Regions from separate parts of the Sus scrofa genome. Here region 2 is linked to region 1. The links are chromatin contacts, called in public Hi-C maps. All regions are on one chromosome and are shown on one strand. Each heading gives the region's core, a stretch centred on a gene start, on an enhancer-like site or on the middle of the called end of the contact. The rest is flanking DNA. Distances are from core to core; before and after follow the strand shown.

The links. Hi-C and Micro-C count contacts between places; a contact is called where the count stands out from the background.
Region 2: a contact with region 1 is called in a Hi-C map of skeletal muscle, with 5 times the contacts expected there. The contact joins two enhancer-like sites. A contact is called at or near these places in 7 of 47 Hi-C or Micro-C datasets (embryonic fibroblasts, heart right ventricle, liver and 1 more) and 1 of 2 datasets of contacts at active chromatin or transcription factors (skeletal muscle).

What each region holds. Positions count from the first base shown.
Region 1 is chr1:14,926,356-14,932,946 of Sscrofa11.1, reverse strand. All of the region lies in intron 2 of AKAP12 (A-kinase anchor protein 12), which reads left to right. Among named protein-coding and RNA genes, the nearest start is that of ZBTB2, 71 kb to the right of the region's middle. Within about 2 kb of position 2,891, at least 41 of the 83 cell types and tissues checked have an H3K27ac peak or open chromatin away from gene starts, as enhancers often do. A contact at or near this core is called in liver and skeletal muscle, where this site is marked.
Region 2 is chr1:15,173,617-15,180,207 of Sscrofa11.1, reverse strand. All of the region lies in intron 27 of MTHFD1L (monofunctional C1-tetrahydrofolate synthase, mitochondrial), which reads left to right. Among named protein-coding and RNA genes, the nearest start is that of MTHFD1L, 150 kb to the left of the region's middle. Within about 2 kb of position 3,142, at least 28 of the 83 cell types and tissues checked have an H3K27ac peak or open chromatin away from gene starts, as enhancers often do. A contact at or near this core is called in liver and skeletal muscle, where this site is marked.

The sequences.
Region 1 (6,591 bases), core at 1,642-4,141:
CCCTGTCCTTGATCCCGCTTAGAGGTGGAGATCAAAGGAGACTGTCTGCTAAGAGAGGCCACGACTTGCCCCATGACCTGTTGCTCTGCCTCGCGGCTGAACCTACCTCTTTAAGGATATCGAATGAGCTGTGTTAGTATCGTCACCAGTGTCGTGAAAAGGAACAAAAAGTTGAAGCGCCAGAACTGAACAGAGATACCTTTTACCTTTTTAAATATTATTTCGAATGAGTCTTGTGATTTCACCTGGTGATGTTTCTTCCCATCCAGCTCAGGTGAATGGCTAATGCCTGTCCTGGTGTTAGAGTTTGGACTTAGAGGAAGGAGAGGAGCTGGTGGTACCACCAAGCAGGGGCAGACTCAGTGGACACCCAGATGCACCCATAAGTTGAATATTTGTATTTTAGAGGTGACATCAGATGATAGCCATCTGCTGTCCCCAACCGCTGGTGCTGAGAAATGATGCAGAGCTGAGACCTTAGACCCCCTTGAGGTATAGCCCAGGCTCCTGGGACAACTCTGGGGAAGGGGGTTGGGCTCCAAATAAAGACACAGTGTCTGGGTTGAGAGACACGCTTGGGAAGCTGAAGACCATTCATTTAATGTGCATCCCAATGGAGTCTTCATAGGTGGCTTTATCTATGATTTGTACAGCTAGGACTCTCTAGTCTGAGGGGGCATGGAAGTGGGGGGCACAGGTGTGTGTGTGTGTGTGTGTGTGTATACATGCCCTCGGCAGAGGAATGCGGATCTGCCCTGACCCCTGAGCTATGTGAATTGCAGTGGGACCATTAGAACCAACATTTCACACACACCAGACTTTCACCGTAATTGAAGCAATTTGTGAACCTAAGTGAAGATGACTCTAGGGCAGATAAAAGGTGAGGACGCTGCTAAGTGGCTCTCTGGGAATCGGCTCCCAGGCATCACGACAAAGCACATCACTCTCTGTTCCCACGTGGACGTGTGACCAGGCTGGGTGCTGGTGGGAAGGTCAGAGGGAAAATCTATGTATGGACAGGCTGAAGCTGATTTTTGTAACAAGATCTAATTGCTGGCAAGATGCCAGTTAACCTTGCTCAGGGTAGGCCGGATAGGGTGCGTTCCGCCCCCTGGTGGTTATATGGAGTAACTACGTGCCATTCTCTCCGCCCCGCCCCGCCCAGGCTGTGCTCAGCGTTTTTTGGAAAATTCTTACCCCCCTCTTCCTTCTTTTTCCTGTGTCCACCCTGGTCCACCCCAAACTCCCCTCCTTCCTCCCTTCTCCCGAGCAATAATGAACAAGATCTTCATGGTCTAAAGAAAAAAGCAATAGTAAAATCTTTCTTTTGTTTACTTATAGGGAGAGCCTGGTTAATGGGGTCAGACAGGCAAGGCATGAAGTGATAAAGGGGAAAAGGATGAAAAAAAAAGAAACAAACGTAGGGGGCCTAAATGGCCTTGGCTAATAGAAAATTGATACGTGAAACTGTGTCAAAATTGTAAGAGCCCCCAATTTAGTACTTACTTATCCTGTGTTTAAGAATTTAGAGCTGCCTGAAAAATTCTGAATTTTGAACTTTGGTTCTGACTGATTTTCATGGTGTGTGGCTTACATATTAGAGAGTCAGTTGTGTCTCTACATTGGAACATGGCATAGTGTGATCTAAAAGTTTAGCTTGGAGCTCCTGCTGTGGCACAACCCGATCGGCTGTTCGATCCCTAGCCCACACAGTGGGTTAAAGGATTCAGTGTTGCTGCAGCTGCAGCACGGGGATCTGATCCCTGGCCCAGGAACTCCATATGCTGCAGGGCGGCCAAAAATAAAGGGGGAAAAAAGTTTAGCTAACATTACACCATTAAAAAAATTTTAAAAAGGACATTATGCTCAAGTATTTGAGTTGTTTAAAAGTTAACTTGGGAGTTCCCTTGTGGCTCTGCGGTTGTCACTGCTGTGGCTTGGGTCAGATCCCTGGCCCAGAAACTTCCACATGCCCAGGTAGGGCCCCCCCCCAAAAAATAGCTGCTGCCTTGATCAAGTGCTGAAGACACAAAGTTCGCCTTGTAACAGCCCTTCTCAAAAAGTTCAGGAAAGTGGACAGCTGAGGCTTGCCAACCCCCAGATCAGTGTAGTTGTGTGTGTGTGTGTGTGTGTGTGTGTGTGTGTGTGTAGCAGATGGTGAAAATACTATAGGTGCTAAAAAGGGAAGAGCATTTTTGCACCTCATCAGCCTTTAAACAAACACGAGGATACAGAACAGTATTTTTTTTTTTTAATGACAGACTTTAATATCTGTGCGGTTTATTTCCTTTAAGTAATAGTAAAAGCTGAGATATAGAAGTAACTCGGTGCCAGGAATGAAGTAACGCTTTAGATAAAATGCTGCTGACTCTGGTCTTATTCATCCCAGCAACTTTTTAAAGACCCTCCCTGGGTCTCGCTGCAGAGCCTTACTGACCAGTAACAGAGACCCGCCACAGGGAGGGCTCCCCTCCTTTAAAACGAAACACATGACGCGCGAGCGCGGTGCCAAGTCCCGGAGCGCGGGAGGGCGGGCCAGCCCCGGCCCCGGCCCCGGCCCCCGGCCCCGGCCCCGGCCCCCGGCCCCCAGCCCGGATGGGTGGGTGGATGGGTGGGTCCTCCTATAATTAGCTGGGGAAAGGCATCCTCCGTCCGCTTCTTGCTGCTGCTGCGAAGGCAACTCTGGTTCTTGCTGATCCTCCTGGGGTGGCTGGGCGGTTCGTTCTTTCGGATCCCGGCGAGACCGCAGCGGGTTAGCAAGACCCCCTTGGGCTTCAGCCAAGCGCCAGAGGGGGCGAGGCCCGGTCGCTCCCGCCTGGGAGGTGCCGGTCCAGGATGCTGGGGATCGTCACCATCACAGGTAAGGCGGGAGCCAGGTCTGTAGTGTTCTCCCTCCACGGCAGGTGGAGTCACCTGCTTTGGGCTGGGAGAGGCTGCGGGGCGGCGGCTGGACATCCGGATGGGGCATCTCTTTCTCCCCCCGGGGCTGCCTTTTGGCTCAGAAGAGCATTCTCTCTTTGGTTTTCTCTTGGCCTGTGCTGGAATCTTCCTGACTTTGCCCAGGGGAGACCTGGAATGCATTTTGTGAAGGGTCGCACCCCTGCCCCGGGCAGAGGAAAGCAGCCGCGCCGGCCCAGGAGACACATGTTAGATTGGACTGAATTTGAAAATAGGTTGTGAAGACCTAAATCGCTTGCTGTGGTGATTAAAAAAAAAAAAAAAAAAAAAAAGAGGTAAATTCTGCTGTTGACCTGCTTCTTAGGAACTTTCAACGAAGGAACACTTGGCGATTTAGGGGACTCAAGTGTTAAGCGGTAGTTTTTATGAAGCCATCGTTACTGTAAAATCAGTAACTAAGGTCAGCAGCGGTCAGGCAGTGAATAGTAAGGTCTTCAGCTTGCTTTCTAGTAATCTGGCTGAGTGTAAGTGATAAGGTTTAATACCTACCTCTAGCTAGTAAGTTACAGATAGCAAACTTGTGGAAAGTTCTCAGCTCCTCCCGCTTGTCATTTGATCTTTTCATGCAATTGTACTGTAGCTGGAAATCTTAGGAACCTGCCTGCTTTCTCCTCCTCTCTGCCTTTTCCCCCCATCAAATTTAAGCTTCATTTGCTAATTTAGATTTTTATTAGACCAACTCTTCTCTAAATATCTGAGATTGCTGTTCTCCAAATAAACACGTGTTTTCTTCAAAGTGCAATATAGAATTTCTTGGACTTAAAATTGTTCTCAATCTAATCGCTTCTGCAAAGCCTCATCCGCCTCTGGAATTTTTAATGAATGTGAAAGTTGAGCAAAACTAAAAATACCTCTCACTTCCTATAGATTAGCTTGTTTACTTTGAGATTGTCTTAAAATTCCTTCCCCAAGTTTCCTGGACTGGCCTTTCTACCTTTTGCCTGAGGTGAAAATTTACACGGAGCCTAGAAACTATGATGAGACTACGCAAAATTTAAAAATTAAAACCCCCAAATTTTTCATTTTTTTTTCAGATCATTCATTTTTCTAGGAGTGAGATAAAGAAGTGCCCAACCCTGACTGAGGCTGCCTGGGGGTGTGGTTTGGGGGTGTTACAGCTGGGGAGTGGGGCCTCTATGACCATGCATGACTTTATTTCTGGGCGCTTTTTGTGTCCAGTGTAATCTTTATTATATCTGCTCTTTGATGAGTTCATCATATGCCATGTTTCTTATGGGAAGGGAGGGTGGTCCTTTTAAGCAGAAATTTAAGAGTTAACAAACGTGGAATACTTGAGGAGGCTTGAAAAAATTGGTTCCTATAATCCTAATGGGCTGATAAAGGAACAGAAACAGTTGGAAGAGCTGTCGGCTGTTTAAGGCAACGTTAAGTAATGAGATCGATTGCTTTCTCAGTTTTATTTTTATTACAATGTTGATATGAAGAATGAAGCAAAATGTGGTACATTTTCCTGGTGAAAAGAAAGTGTGCAGAAAATATTTTTTTTTTAACTTTTTAAAGTATACTGGATGTACAGTGTTGAGTCAACTTCTGCTGTACAGCAGAGTGATCCAGCCATACATCCATAAACCTTCTTTTTCTCATATTATCTTCAGAAATCTTACACTCAGAAACTTAATAGCAAGTAAACATTTCGCAATGGAAGAGGTAAATATGAAAAAGGAGTTTCCACGGTCAATTTTTTTCCCCTCCACAAGTGATTCTGATCAGGAAGATTTATAATCAATAGTCTTTAAAGAGTTGGTCAGAATCTTGAAAAGCAATAAAGGCTTTTAACATTGGCGTTAAAGATTAATTGAGTATCCAAGGTTTCTTGTGCCTCGGGATTGCCTGTTTAAATAATGTAGGAGGGGAGTTCCCTGGTGGCACAGTGGCTAAGGACCTGGTGTCATCCGTGCTGCAGCTTAGGTCACGGCTGTGGCAAGAGTTCGATCCCTGGCCCTGAACCTTCGACAGCATGGCCTAAACAGACAAATGAATAAATAAATAGTAGAGGGGAAAGTTGCTCCTGGCTGCTTTGGCAGGACCGCCTTATGTGAGGAGTGTGTTTCAGTTTCCCAATTCATAGGCAGGGAATGGGATTGACGACATTTTTGTAGACCTCCTCAAGGAAGGATTTTCCTTTCTTAAAGCAGGGGAAAGCTGTCACTTAATAGTGGCCATCACTCTCCCCTCCCCAGAGCCCGTGCAGCCACCACCCCCTGCAACGAATACAGCAGACCTTCCCGTGTGATGGATTCTATTCACATGACATATTGTCGCCTTTCCTGAAGTCTTTCCCTCACGTCCCGTTAGCAGTAACTCCATCTTCCAACTAGAAAGTAAGTCATTGGACGCCGTGATGATGAAAGAGGTGTCCCCTTCCCCACAGTGTGCCAGCACCAACGACACAAAAACCTTTTTGAATTAGGAAAATACCTTCCCTTTTTCCCCCCTAACTCATACGTATTATTAAGACTAAATGCAGAGTAACGTGAGGAATGGGCAACAGTATTCTTTGTCTCCCAAGTACACGGGGACAGAAGAATCCTCCAACATTCACGCAAGTTCTAGATTATTGGCAGCGCACTTACGCATCTCATTGTACAAGATGGAAAAAAATACCCACCCCCAAGGCTGCAGACTGGTTGTCAGGGGACATGTGCGACGTGAAATGGACACCCTCACAGCTCTGGCCCAGGTACTGCCACATGCTGAATGCCCGCTCTGAGTGGTTGGTATCATTATTCTCCACAATCATCCTGCCAAAAGTGATGGTTTAACCTCCTTTTGATCAGGAAAACGCCATTGCTCTCGGTGTTTTCACAACTGCAGGGTGGCTCGTAAAGGACCTCTTTCTCACACGGAAGATGCTGATGTTGGGTCTGTGGGGCCCACGTGTGTGCTAGGATGTTCAGGTCAAGGCCGGGGCCGATGCTGCCCCTCACCTCGGGCTCCTGTACAGGGTTTTGCTTCTCTGGGTTTTAGCCCCAGTTACACATCTCTCTTTGGAGGTGTCCTGGGTGATGAGCCTTGGAACAAGGAGCGTGGGTTGGGTGTGTAGCATATAACGGATGGATTTAGAATGTGGAGAATTCCTGGAAAAATTCCAGGACAGTTCTGCAAATCGTGGGGGAAAGTTAACCAGTTCCAGATGTCACAGCAAGCCGTCCTGATGTGTGTGGGGATTGGAGAGCCCTGGTTATACTACGCTGAAAAAAAATCAGTGTCATAGCTGTTTGCAACATTGTACTGTTTCTCTGGCAGACCCAGCTACGTTTGGATAAAAACATTAACATTTTGTAATCTATCATATTCCTTAAAAGTTTTCTTTTTTCTTTTAAACCTCTAAAGGAAAAGAAAACAAATCATGCTATTATCGTGTAATCTCGAAGTATTTGGAAGAGTGAGAAAAGAAAGCCGATCTTGCAGCTTTTGGACCCACAAGTGGTTGTTGAGTTTTGTGGAGCTTGCGGGCAGGCTGTCTGCATGGGGAGCAGGATCCAGGACAGGACCTTGAACCTTTTGGGATCATGGATCCTTGGAGAGTGGGGAGGTGGGGGACTGTATTTTCACAAGGAAAATGTATATTCGCCCATACACATGACAGATCTCTTATGATTGATATTATAA
Region 2 (6,591 bases), core at 1,893-4,392, 250 kb before region 1:
CGCAAAAGTATGGTCAACCCTACCGGTCAAGTGAATGATCTGCCAAGGCCAGGAACCCCTTCGGTCAGCATCACAGAGTAGATTCAATCCCTGCCATCCCTGGAAATTATAACCCTGAACTTTGAGTCAAAATGCCAGGCGCAGCACTTGGCACACAGTAGGTTCAAGTTATTGAATGAATGTCTCCTGATATTACGAGACCCTGATGTTTTGAGATTGTTTACCTTGTTTTCTATGCTGCTTTCCTTATCCTCTTCTGCTTTGGTTGTCAAGATGCTCTAAAACTAATAAACAACTCAGCTCTCATCATTGTAGGATGCCTGGACCACAGACCTACTTGCTGCCTGGTTCTTGACATTTGTTTGGTGTAGAGTTTCCACAGTCCTGATGTCTGTCCTTCTAACTCTTAAACTTTGTTATGAAGTAAGCCTCCTTAAATTGTTTGCCGACCACCTTTACCTACAGAAAGAGGTATACAGAAGATTGGGGGGCAAAATATAAAAATAAAGATGCTAGGAGTTCCCATTGTGGCCCAGCAGGTTAAGAACTCAACTAGTATCCATGAAGAGGCTAGTTTTTATCCCTGGCCTCATTCAGTGGGTTAAAGGATCTGGTGTTGCCGTGAGCTGTGGGTAGGTCGCTCCCGAGGCTTGGATCCTGCACTACTGTGGCTGTGGCTGTGGCGTAGGCCGGCAGCTACAGTTCCCATTCAGCCCCTAGCCCAGGAACTTCCACATGCCACAGGTGTGGAAGAAAAAATAAGTAGTGAATAAGTAAATAAATCAATAAATATGCCATCCGGAATGCTTCAAGACCAAAGAGATCTAGACTTTCACACACACACAAATGTATTCCTACCTTAGGTTTCTCAATTTAAACACCGCATGCAATAGTCTTAACCTTTGAGCAAAGTGGCAGGCAAAATCCTTATTTTCATTCAGGGACAGCCCGTGGCTTTTAGATTGACAGTTTTAATTTCTTCTTTTCTTGCTTCATTTCCGTCCCCGGGAAGAGGTTAAGCTGATGTACCACATTGACGTTTTAATGAAATATACATAGCGTCACAAAGGGCCAAGAAAGATATGTATCTAGTGCAGCTAGACACTCTGAGAGGGTCAGGGTTGTGTTGGGATTCCTAAAAGAGCAGAAAGTTTGGGGGCACCACTTGTCGGGGTCTGTCACATCCATTTTTGGCCTTTGTCCTGGTGGTGGAAGCTTCATTTCTGAGCTCACAGAAAGCTTGTTGGCACTCTTTGCAGAAATGTGCCATTTACCTGCTTTTAACAGTGACCTCTGGGTTGACAACCAGCAAGAATCGTAATCCCATTACACGCTTGCAGATTTCTCAGGGAGGTAGATGGTAATTAGCCTGCAGATGCCCACTGAACCCGCAAGATAGAGCTGTATCATGAAAAGGATGGTTTGGGGGGGGGGTACATGTAATTTGTCCCCTCCCACCAGAAGGGAGAGCCATGACTCATGCACACCCCCGACCCCTTGCCGGCAGCAACGCCTGGGTCACTTCCTTTCCAAGGACTCCTGCCCGCATCAGTGTGGCTCAGTGTGGCTCAGCCAAGTGAGTTGGACAGAGGGCCATCTGCAGGTGTGCACCACGACTCGTTTTCACTGTTTTAACTTATAACACTTGACCAATATTATGCATTTCTCAAAACTTCTGATGGAATTTCTTTTGGGGGGGGAGGGGGCACCCCTCGGCCTATGCAGTTCCCAGGCCAGGGATCTGATCCGAGCCTTAGTTTGGGCCTAAGCCACAGATGCCACAGCACTGGATCCTTAACCCACTGTGCCAGGCCAGGGTCAAACCTGCAACCCAGCGCGCCCAAGACACCGATTCCATTGAGCCACAGCAAGAACTAGGAATTTCTTTTTTTTTTTTCCTTTTTCACCAAAAGTGAGACAGCTTCAAGATGAAGGGCAGGACAGTGCAGTGGTGAGCACCCTGAATAAGGCATTATTGCCACATCTGCACCTGAAGTCCCTTCTCCTCTTTGACGGGATGATGGCCTCTGGTCCCCTGCCAGCCTATCCAACAGCTCTGAGCTGCCAGAGTTCTAAACTGGCTGTTTGTTGGGGTTTTTATAACATCAGAGTATAAAACTTGAGAATGTTTTATACATTGTGAGCAAGACAACTCCTAAGTGATACATATGTTGTGAAAGCTCTCAGGTACGTCCTTAAGTATTCAGGGCCTTCTCTTTCCATTTTATTAAATAATGTTTATTCCCGAAATCTGATCGAGGTAGCAGGTATCCGTACTCACCATGAGACTGGCATTTCCCAGAGCAGTTTCTCAAATATACCCAACCCAGCATTTAAAACACTCAGTCTGGGGAGTTCCCACTGTGGCTCAATGGTAAGGAACCCAACTAGTATCGTGAGGACGCAGATTTGATCCCTGGCCTCGCTCAGTGGATTAAGGATCCGGCATTGCCGTGAGTTGTGGTGTAGGTCGAAGATAGGGCTGGGATCCCACATTGCCGTGGCTGTGGGGTAGGCTGGCAGCTGTAGCTCTGATTCAACCCCTAGCCTGGGAAGCTCCATATGCCGCGGGGTCGGCCCTAAAAAGCAAAAAGAAAGCACTCAGCCTGGAGGCGAGCTGTGCGCTCTGTCCTGCGAGCCTGTATGTAGATCAGCCAGGAGATGGCCAGGAAGGGCTTGTCCTCGGTGTTACGTAAGGCCCTGGAGAGTCATCCATTTCATTTACGAGGAAGTCACTCTTTCCAATGGATTTTGGCTTTGCTTGATTCCGGACTCAAATCCTTCATGTATTGTAGGAAGGGAACAGTGGGGACTGGGAGAAGGACATGAAGATTTAAGCGGAGGGCAAGGCAGGCCAAGGTCAGCAAGAGGACATCTCTAAGATAAACAGCACTGAATTTGTGGGAAGCAGTTCAGAAAAAATCTGCTGCAGATACTTCCGTTGATATTTCCCCAGTAGAAAATCGAATGCACTGCTCCAGGGTGGGGTGTGGACAGAAGGTAGAAGGACCAGTGGGTCTGAGAAAAGGGAGCACAGGGGGGCGTTCTCTGCTTGGAAGTGACGAATCCTCCTCCTTGAGATGCACCTCAGATACTCAGGCGCTCGGCAATGAGTCATCTGGCCATTCTGCCGTAATAAATGCATCACTGTGCAACCACATGCATGCCTTCTTTCTGATTCACTCATTCAGTATTGAAACATGCTATGCACTAAGCCATGAGAAAAAACAAACAAAGCAGCAGCAGAAGCCTGGACCTTACCCTCAAGGAGTTTGCAGGCTAGTGAGGCACAACAGTTAAATACATGAACACCTAAAAGGGCTCTTTTCCCTCTGAGACACAGGGGACACACAGAGGTGCCCCAGAGCCTACGGCAGCAGATGGCACTGGGAGCCAGCAGGGGTGGGGAGCTCAGGCTGGGTGTGGTGGGGGGCGGGGCTCAGCCTGGTGGTGAAGGGTGAGATGGTTAGCCAGGTGATGCAGCGCAGAAAGCAGCATATAAAGCATCAGGGTGAGAGGGGACATTGCCGAAACCTGGTCATAAGGGGACCGTGCGTGAGTGCAGGCAGCAGGAGGTTTGGAGGGAGTGTGAGCAGTGATATCGGCCAGGAAGGCAAGGCCCAGGTCACTTGAGGCTTTGAGGAATCAGAACTTCATTCTGCAGGACCCGTGGATATTTATGAACTTACTTGCTTTTTAGCGCCACACCTGCAGCATATGGAAGCTCCCAGACTAGGGGTCGAATCCGAGCAGCAGCTGCCAGCCTACACCAGAGCCACAGCAACGCCAGATCCGAGCCTCATCTGCAACCTAGACCACAGCTCACGGCAACGCCAGATACTTAACCCACTGAACCCACGTCCTCATAGATGCTAGTCGGGTTTGTTACTGCTGAACCACAGCAGGAACTCCCTTCAGGACCTGTGGACTTTAAACAGAGCAATGTCATAATTGTGTTATAGACCAGAGCTGTCAGTCATGCAGCGCTCTGGAGAGTGGGTGGAGAGAGGGGAGACTAGAGGCTTGGGTACCTAGTTAGGAGGTGGAGGTAGAGGAGGGCAGGGGTCCCAGAGCAATTAGGGGGTAGAGTAAGCTGGACTCAGTGAGCGGAAGAGGGGAGGAGAGAATGACTCAAATATCTGGCTTGCTCCCCTGGTGGGTTGGGTTATCTTTTACTTAGCTAAGCAGGAAAGGAGGTAAAGCCAGTTTTAGGAGGCCAATCTTGTGTTGGGGAAACTCAAAGCACCCCCAGGTTCAGTGATTCACTAGAGGACTCAGACCCAGCATAGTCATACTCACAGTTACAATTTATGACAGCAAAAGAATACAATGCAAAATCAGCCAAGAGAGGCGCTCCCATTGCGGGCGGCTCAGGGGGTTAAGACCCCGACATAGTGTCCATGAGGATGTGGGTTTGCTCCCTGGCCTTACTCAGTGGGTTAAGGCTCTGGCGTTGCCACAAGCTGTGACATAGGCCAACACCTGTAGCTCTGATTCAACCCATAGCCTGGAACTTCCATATCCTGCAGGTGCAACCCTAAAAAGAAAGAAAGAAAAAAATCAGCCAAGAGAACAGCCACATGGGGTGAAGCCCAGAGGAACATAGGTATCCTCTGCCTGGCGCTTACCAAATTCCAGACTCCCACGGGGACTGGGTTCTGACATCCAAGTTCTCGGACACCAACCTTGCCATTAGGTCCAAGGGTAGCATTGTCAGGCCTGCAGTGCACAGTGATGAATTGCATTTTGAGCACGCTGAGTCTGAAGCATCTGTTGTTAAGTTCAAGTGAAGACGTCCACAGGGCAGCTGAACATTGGGTCTAGGATTCGTTCAATAATGAAGTCTGTGCTATAAATGCAAGGTTCTGGAGTCACTAACACTGCAAATGAGAAGACCAGCATCACCCAAAGAGGAAGCCGAGCCTGGGATTTCTCCCAACCAAATGCGGGAGACCCTCCAGTTCGACTCTGTCATATAAATGAGAAAACTGAGGCCCCTACTGTTACATAAGTGAGAAAACTTAGCTGTGCTTCTTTCTGTTTTATGTCTGTTGTTCTTTCCATCATTCCACACGTCTCAAAATGGCAAAGTCTTACATTGCCCAGAATGAATAAACTGGGGTTTAAATGTTAAAACCGACTTTGGGAGTTCCTGTCATGGCGCAGCGGAAGTCTGACTGGGAACCATGATGTTGCAGGTTCGATCCCTGGCCTTGCTCAGTGGGTTAAGGATCTGGTGTTGCCGTGAGCTGTGGTGTAGGTCGCAGACGTGGCTCGGATCCTGTGTTGCTGTGGCTGTGGTGTAGGCCTGCAGCTGTAGCTCCAATTGAACCCTTCGCCTGGGAATCTCCATATGCCATGGGTGTGGCCCTAAAAAAGCAAAAAAAAAAAATTTTTTTAAACCAACTCTGTATGTTTGCTTAATGCAACGTACTTCACAATGAATCCTTGGACCCTCAAAAGTCAAGCTGATCACATCCACCTGGAAAGAATTTTTAAGCAGCCTCTAAGTCAACCACTCATGGTCTGTCAACCTGGATTATGAAAAGGCAGGGCATAATATTAGACCCTTTCCCAGCTCTTTGCTCTCGTGTCCATTTAACAAATCTTTATGTTTCCTGTTTGTTCGTCACCAAGAGTAAAAAAGGTAAGTGTGGCAAAGTCTTTGCTTTCAAGTCGCTTATTTTCTAGGGTCAGGAAATACGAAAACAATACATGAGGGGTGTGTTAGGGGCCAAGAGTAGGCAGGGTGGCCCTTGGATATGGGCAATGAAAAGAAGTCAAATCAAAACACATTAATTATTTGCTTGAAGCTCTGATAAAAGATCAGTTGAAAAACTGGCAGATGAAGTTGCTACATATTTACCTAGTTTTGGATTTCATTCCTGGGTGGCCTTAAACTTGGATAGAAGAGCATTAGAAGGGAGTATGACTGCTTCCTGTAGCGCATCCATTCAGCTCAACCCGTGATAAGTCGGCTTTGGTCTTAGAAGTTAACTTTGGTGCCTCAAGAGGTAACCTTCTCCGATGCCCACGCGAACCCTTTGATGGCTAGATTGGATGCACTCACAAGAGTTTGCTGCTTTGGGGTGATTTTGCGTGATTCTGACTTGTCTCAGGGGATATCATGTAATTTGTACAAAGTCAAAGTCAACGGTAGGATGTCGATTTTAAAACAAAGTTGCAGTTCGTGTGTATAGTTTTAAAATACATTTTAAAAAGAAACAAAATATTTCCCTCTCACATCTTTATTCCCATCTCAGCTTCATTTACTGCCTCATTTTTCATCTAAACAGTCTTTGTTCTTTCAGCTTTCAAACATGATTAATTGATGCTGTGCAGCATAGCATAAGAAAAAGACTGAATATTTTGTAAGATGAGTAATCTAGTCAAACACCCATCCTTCTTTTGTACTTTACCAACAAATATGTCTTATGCAGATGTAAGGGCAGTTTGCTTATTTCCCTGGTCAGAATTTTTGTGCTTTTAGCATAACATGTTTCCTTTCCATTAAGCCAGCCAAAAATAATATTGACAAATTCATGAGGCCTTCCATCTGATACTGTTGCAAACTTATGCAAATATATTTAG